2 separate regions of the Ovis aries genome follow, and region 1 is linked to region 2. Evidence: chromatin contacts called from public Hi-C data. All regions are on one chromosome and are shown on one strand. Each heading gives the region's core, a stretch centred on a gene start, on an enhancer-like site or on the middle of the called end of the contact. The rest is flanking DNA. Distances are from core to core; before and after follow the strand shown. Region 1 holds the start of MRPL16 (mitochondrial ribosomal protein L16). Region 2 holds the start of PATL1 (PAT1 homolog 1, processing body mRNA decay factor).

Region 1 (3,143 bases), core at 182-2,681, 150 kb after region 2:
CTGGTGAAGGTAGGTGGGCAGAAACCCAGGCCACACACACTATGTCTTTATCAGGTCTGACACTTTGACAATATGGAAAAAAATTAACTTGTCATTTACAGTTATTTCCATAGTAAAATAAGCATGGGTCTGTGATGGAGTCAAATATAAAACAGGAGACTTTAAGGACTACAAAAACTTCCCCCTGCCATTTCTATGTGTCTTGGGCTTCCCTGGCAGTTCAGCAGTAAAGAATCTGCCTGCCAATGCAGATGTGTGTTTGATTCCTGGGTCAAGAAGATCCCCTGGGGAAGGAAAGGGCAACCCACTCCAGTATTCTTGCCTGGAAAATCCCACTGTCAGAGGAGCCTGGCAGGCTATAGTCCAAGGGGTTGCAAAAGAGTCAGACACCACAAGCACACAACAGAGAAACCTAGTAACATTTTCTCCCGTCTCCACGGCTGTATGCACTCCCGTGGGTGTAGTAGTTTCACAGCTATTTGTACAAGATGAGGCAGCTTCAGAAGTCCAGGCATCTTTCATATTTTTGAGATTTCCAATATATTTTCAAAAGTGTAAGATTTATCAAATTGTGGCTTACCTTGCTGTTTATATTAATAAACTAATGCTTTTCACACAGTAGGTACATGCACTTACGTGACCTCATCTGGAGCAAACACCAGAAGTCTAAATTGGAGGCCGATTAGCTGCAGCTGAGAAGGGGGCTGCGGGTCTCGCACCAGTTGCAGGGCATAGGGGAGGTAATCCACTGATGATTTTAGCATTTAGAACACTGCCTGGCGTAGAGTGCCTTCAATACACGACTACTGAATGGATGAATGGGAATAGGGGCACAAAAAAACGCCTGCTCTTCACCCACCCCCCGCTAGGTTCCATCACAGAAAAGGCTTATAAACCAGAAGACAGATAAGCTCTCACCTTCAAACGTTGGCACCGGGAGCAGCGTCTTCAGGCCGGCACGGGCGGGCGGCGCTGCCCACGAATCTACAAAGAAAGGTCAGATTAAACCCCGAAGGCGACAGGGCCAGGGCCTGACGCGCTCTGTGCCTGACGCTCCTGAGTGGGCCGCGGGCTCCACTCTGGGAGACCCGAGGCTCTCGGCCCCCGAGAGGGACCGGTCGGGGACTCGGCGGCGACCCCCCGTCGCGCGGACGGTTCTGCACGAGTCTCTCCGCGTGAGGGGCGGAGGGCGCTGCAGGCCCGCCCGCGCTTCAGCACTCGCGAGGGCCTCCGGCGATGCGAGCGCCCGACGGGGCGTGGGAGTGAAGCCTGGGGGACAGGGGACAGCTGACCTGACAGGGTCGCTCGCAGGAGGGGGGCGCGGGCGCCACTCAGCAGCCGCCACATGGTCCCGCGCGCGGGGCCGCCGAAGGCGACGCCCGGGAGCCTCGTCCCAAGCCGTTCCAGCCGTGACTCCGTCGGGCCGGAAGTTGCGTTCGCGCCGGTCCAGGCCGCAGAGAGTCCCGGGTGGAAGCGGAGGAAACCGGAGGCTCGGGACCTGGGTTCCGGCCTGGCGCCCGCACGGGCTGGCGGTCCGTCCCGAGATGGGTCCGGCGGGGACGGGCGCTGTCTCCGCCGGGGACCGCGCGGAGCGGGCCGGGCGCGCGTGGTGAGGTGCTGCCGTGCGGTTCACTGCAACCCACCGCCTCTCGTGCCTCCTCCCTCCCGGGACGTGGGAGAAAGCGACGGACGCACGATTACCTTAACGTTTCCCGGGCGCTGCCCTGACTGCGCCTCGTCCTGGCGTTGAGTCCTCAACAAATCTCTGCAACAAGCGCGTCCTTACACCCACTTCGCAGATTCCATCTCCAAGGCCAGAGGTTTAACTTTGCCCAAGTCCCACACCGGGAAAGTGGTGCAACCCGATTTTGAGCTCAGTCTGCGATTCCGAAACGAAGTGAACGCCCAATGTCAAAACCTGGTATCCAGTTAAAATGAAAAACGGTGCGATTATTCTGGGAGAAGATTGGGCAAGTCATCTTTATGGGCCCGAAGCTTTTTCATATTTAGAAAGAGGCTCTTTCCCCAAGCTTCCAGACGGAAAATGGGATTACCAGTCGAGGCTGATATCTAATGTACTTAAGTCCTGCTAAATCCGCGCGTGGTCTTTCTCCAAGGATTAATTTCGTAAATGGCAACAATAAAACCTGTAATCTCGCACAGCTGTTGGGAGAACCCTCCCTGCCCACAGTTTTATGTACTTCTCGACTGCACGTTGAATCTGTATCAGATGAGTTAGTGGGTTTTATTGCAGCCACTCATATCTGTGCCAAGAACGGCTCTGAAAGGGTTAAACTGCCCCCCACCCCCACCTGCCCGGCCTGGGCCAGATTTTGGGCAGCTCTTCTGTGCTCTCCTTGCCTCTCTACAAAAAGTGGGCGATTCCCACGTGCTCAGGCATTTAAAAGTCGCAAGCGGAGCGCTGGATAACATTGTTTGGGGTGGAGAATAAGCCCGCAGTACAGACACTCCTTGATTGGACTCTTAAGTCTTTCGGTACCCTGAAACGTCTACCTCATTACTTATTTTAAAAGAACTATACATTAACTCAAATTTCTGCATTTAAGTAGTAACTGTAATGTCTATTTTTTTCTTTATAAGAGTTAAGTACAATGGAGGCTACAAATATGAAAATCTAGTGGTCCTATCTTTATGAATTTATGTAGAGAGGATATGATGGGAATACAAACAGCTAACACTGAGATATGAGAAGAATAAATAAAGGGTGTGAAAGATGGAAGGATGGACCTGAGGTCTTCCCGGATCACAGAAAATGATTTTTCCCCTTAAATTTTTCACAGCTGTTTATTTACACTTCTCTTCTGATAGTGCAGGGCTAGTTTTTTGTAGGAAAATGAAGTTCAGGGATTACATGAATTGCTATACAGCTAATATGGTGCAAAATAGGGAATCTTGACAGACTGAGTTTTATTGGAATGTTTGCTAGCATCTCCAAAAAGCTGGTTTTAAGACTTTCCTCAGACCTTCGTTAAACATGTAAATATCTGGTTACTACTTATTCAGTTGAGTTCAGTTCAGTTCAGTCGCTCAGTCGGGTCCGACTCTTTGTGACCCCGTGAATTGCAGCACGCCAGGCCTCCCTGTCCATCACCAACTCCCAGAGTTCACTCAGACTCACGTCC
Region 2 (3,025 bases), core at 39-2,538:
TGCTAGATATCAACATAACAACCTAGGTGTGTTCTAAACACTCCCTTCCCTCCCCCTTCATTTCACTTTTCAACTGATTAATTTCCCAAGTTTTCTTGGGAACTTTGCCACTGCATCTCATCGCTTCTCTCCATATTTACATAAAGCCAGTTTGATCTTGAGCCATTCCTATCAAATAGAAGGTCTATGTGTCCACAGTTTCCAAAGACTCAGGGTCGGAAATCCACGCGCTCTCTGCAGGCACATTTCTGATATACCTTGACTGACCACCTCTCAGCGAGGCTGTTCCCAAACGAAAAGTTAGCTTCAGGGGCCAGTCTACCCATCTTAAGTCCTCCCAAACTCAACACGAAACAAGCAGGCGACAGCCTCCACATCAGAGGCAACTTCTCGAAGCACTCGCAAATCGCGAAAGTCTACTGAACCAAATCACTGCTTCTCAAATTGGAGAGACTCTTAGGGATCACCTAGGCCAACCCTGTCCGTTCTACAAGTCCCAGAAACAGTCCAAGGGATCAGGAGTCGCTAGAGGTCACACGGCGAGTTAGCGACAGCGCCAAGCCTCTCGACGGGTCCTGCATTCCCGGGACCTTCCCCCAGCCCACGTCTCCGTCCGCTCGCCCCCAAGGAACTCCTGCGGGACACGCCCCTCCCCAACCGCCAGTCCTCTTCAGTAAGCAGTCCTCGGCCCCGGTCAGAAGGCAAGTCCGGGCCCCCGGGGCCCGACGATCGCCCGTTTGTGAGGGGGAGACGCTTCCGTGTCCAGGGCGGGAAACGCGTCTCTGGCCTTTCCCGAGTGACTCCTCCACAGGGATCCCCGGCTGCGGGGGCACGGCTGTCTACTCGGCGCTCCTCCGAGGCGGGGGCGGGGGGCTGTGTGCTCACGGCACTTCACGGGCCCGCCCCAGCCCGACACAGAGGTCAGCTCTCTCCGCCGGCCACCGACAGGGCGGTCCCGCCCCCCCCCGCGAAGCTGGCTCGCCACTCGCGGCTGAAACCCGCGACCCCAGAACCGACGCCCTCCGCGGGGTCCCGCGGGTGCCCCCGGCCGCCCCCTCCCCCCCGAGGCGCGGGACCGACGCGCGTGAGAGACAGGAGGAGAGCGGGGCTCGCGCGGGAGCGAGGGAGGGGTCACTTCCGGTCGCGGCGGCTCACCTCGTAGCGGAACATTCTGGGGGGGGGGAGGGAGCGGGGAGGGGAATGGGAGAGGGAGGGAAGAGGCGCCGACTCCCCGGGCTCCTCCGCGCGCGGGTCCTCCACCGGCTCGCGACCCCTGGCCGCCGCCGTACGCCGGGGCGTGCGTGGGGACGTGCGCAGGCGCGCCTCGGCGAGGGCGGCCGCCCCGCTCGGCACCCGGCGGCGGCGGCTGCGCGGGGACAGATTTGGCGTCCCGCTTCCTAGTCTCAGCGGCGGGAAGGAGGTCCCGCGGCGAGAGACTGCGCACGCGCCGCCCGTCGGGGGCTTCCTCGCGGTCTGGGCTTGTAGCTCCGCCCCCCCGTGGCTCTGCGCTCGCCCGGCGCTCAGGTTCCAGTCACGAGTTTTCCGTCACCGACGGGGCGGAGAAAAGCCTTGTGATTGTCACAGGACAGGGCGTTGAAGCGTCCCAGGCTTGAGTCAGCTTGGGCTGGAAGAAATGGAGATTCCTAGACTGTCTTTCCAGCGTCCAGCACCGTCTTGGGGTGCTCGGCGTTCCTCGCGACCGGCCGTTTGCGCCGAATGCGGGGGAGGGGCGGCGGGACGTTCAGGCCTTCGGAAGGGGCGGCGTTCGTCGCCACCTTCAGCGGCACGTCTCCCGCTGCGCCGACAGCAGCTCGGGGCTGTGATTTATGTCTCTGTAGTGGTGAGGGCGTTAAAAAGAAAAAGAAGGCCGAAGACTTGTTTAGGGAGGTTCCGCCCGAGAGGTGTTTTTAGGCCCCAGGCGCGCGGAGTGGGAGAGCGGAGAAGGGCAGCCCGTCCGGGGGCAGCGCGGTCTTGGAGGCTGAGTGCGCCGCTGGTGACACCAGCTCCTGAGAGGATCAAGGCCGGGGCGGCGTTCGCCCGGGGCGCCGTGCTTCCGCGAGCCCGTGGGGGGATTAACCTCTGCTAGCGCGGCCCGCCCTGCCCTTTCGGCCTCAGGACTCTCCTCGAGGATTAACGTCGCACCACGAAGAATTAATTCTAAGAAGGAGGGCGTTTCGCAGCTCCTTTCTCCTGGTGTCTGAGTGCAGCCTCGCCTTAGGAGTGGCATGAATTCCTTGCGTGTTAGTCTGACCAGTTTAATCAGAGTCTGAGGAGTGGACATTGTGAATTTGGAACTGGAAGTTCTGGGTGGGAGGCAGTGCTTTGTCACTGGCTATTAGCTTTGGAGCAAGTTACCTAAACGTGTCTGAGGCTTAATTTCTCTGTAAAGTGGATTTAATGATACCTGCCTCACAGAGTAGCGGTTCCATGGCACGATGATTCCACTACTACTCATGATGGCGGTTTGTGAGACAGTGATACTGTTAATCGCTCAGTTGTGTCGTTCTTTGCGACCCCATGGACTGTAAGCCGTCAGCCTCCTCTGTGCCTGGAATTCTCCAGACAGGACCACTGCGGTGGGCTGCTATTCCCTTTGGATCTTCCCTACCCAGGGGTCGAACCTGGGTCTCCTGGATTGGCAGGCAGATTCTTTATCTTCTGAACTTGTGAGATGGTACTATTATTTTCTCTATAGATGTGGAACCTACGGATTAGAGATGTTAAATAATTTATCCTAAACCACTTCCCTTGTATCTCAGTCGGCATAGAATCTGCCTGCAGTGCAGAATACCCCGGTTCGATCCCTGGGGGTCAGGAAGATCCTCTGGAGAAGGAAATAGCAACCCACTCCAGTATCCCTGGAAAATCTCATGGACACAAGAGCCTGGTGGGCTGCAGTCCGTGGGGTTGCAAAGAAGAGTTGGCAAGACTGAGAGACTAACACTAATAAACCACCCATAGCAATGGCAACCAGGTCTTTCTGATTCCAAAAATCCAATCTCTTAATCACTGTGATGGTTTTACA

What was found. Hi-C and Micro-C count contacts between places; a contact is called where the count stands out from the background.
Region 1: a Hi-C map of liver shows a contact between it and region 2, with 2.1 times the contacts expected there. The contact joins the promoter of MRPL16 here to the promoter of PATL1 in region 2. A contact is called at or near these places in 2 of 16 Hi-C or Micro-C datasets (liver and tail adipose tissue).

The regions. Positions count from the first base shown.
Region 1 is chr15:81,579,830-81,582,972 of ARS-UI_Ramb_v3.0, forward strand. It overlaps MRPL16 (mitochondrial ribosomal protein L16), which reads right to left and starts at 1,432. Exons shown (of 4, transcript XM_027979824.2): 1 at 1,293-1,432; 2 at 919-984. The coding sequence starts at 1,347.
Region 2 is chr15:81,433,445-81,436,469 of ARS-UI_Ramb_v3.0, forward strand. It overlaps PATL1 (PAT1 homolog 1, processing body mRNA decay factor), which reads right to left and starts at 1,289. Exons shown (of 20, transcript XM_060400157.1): 1 at 1,156-1,289. The coding sequence starts at 1,170.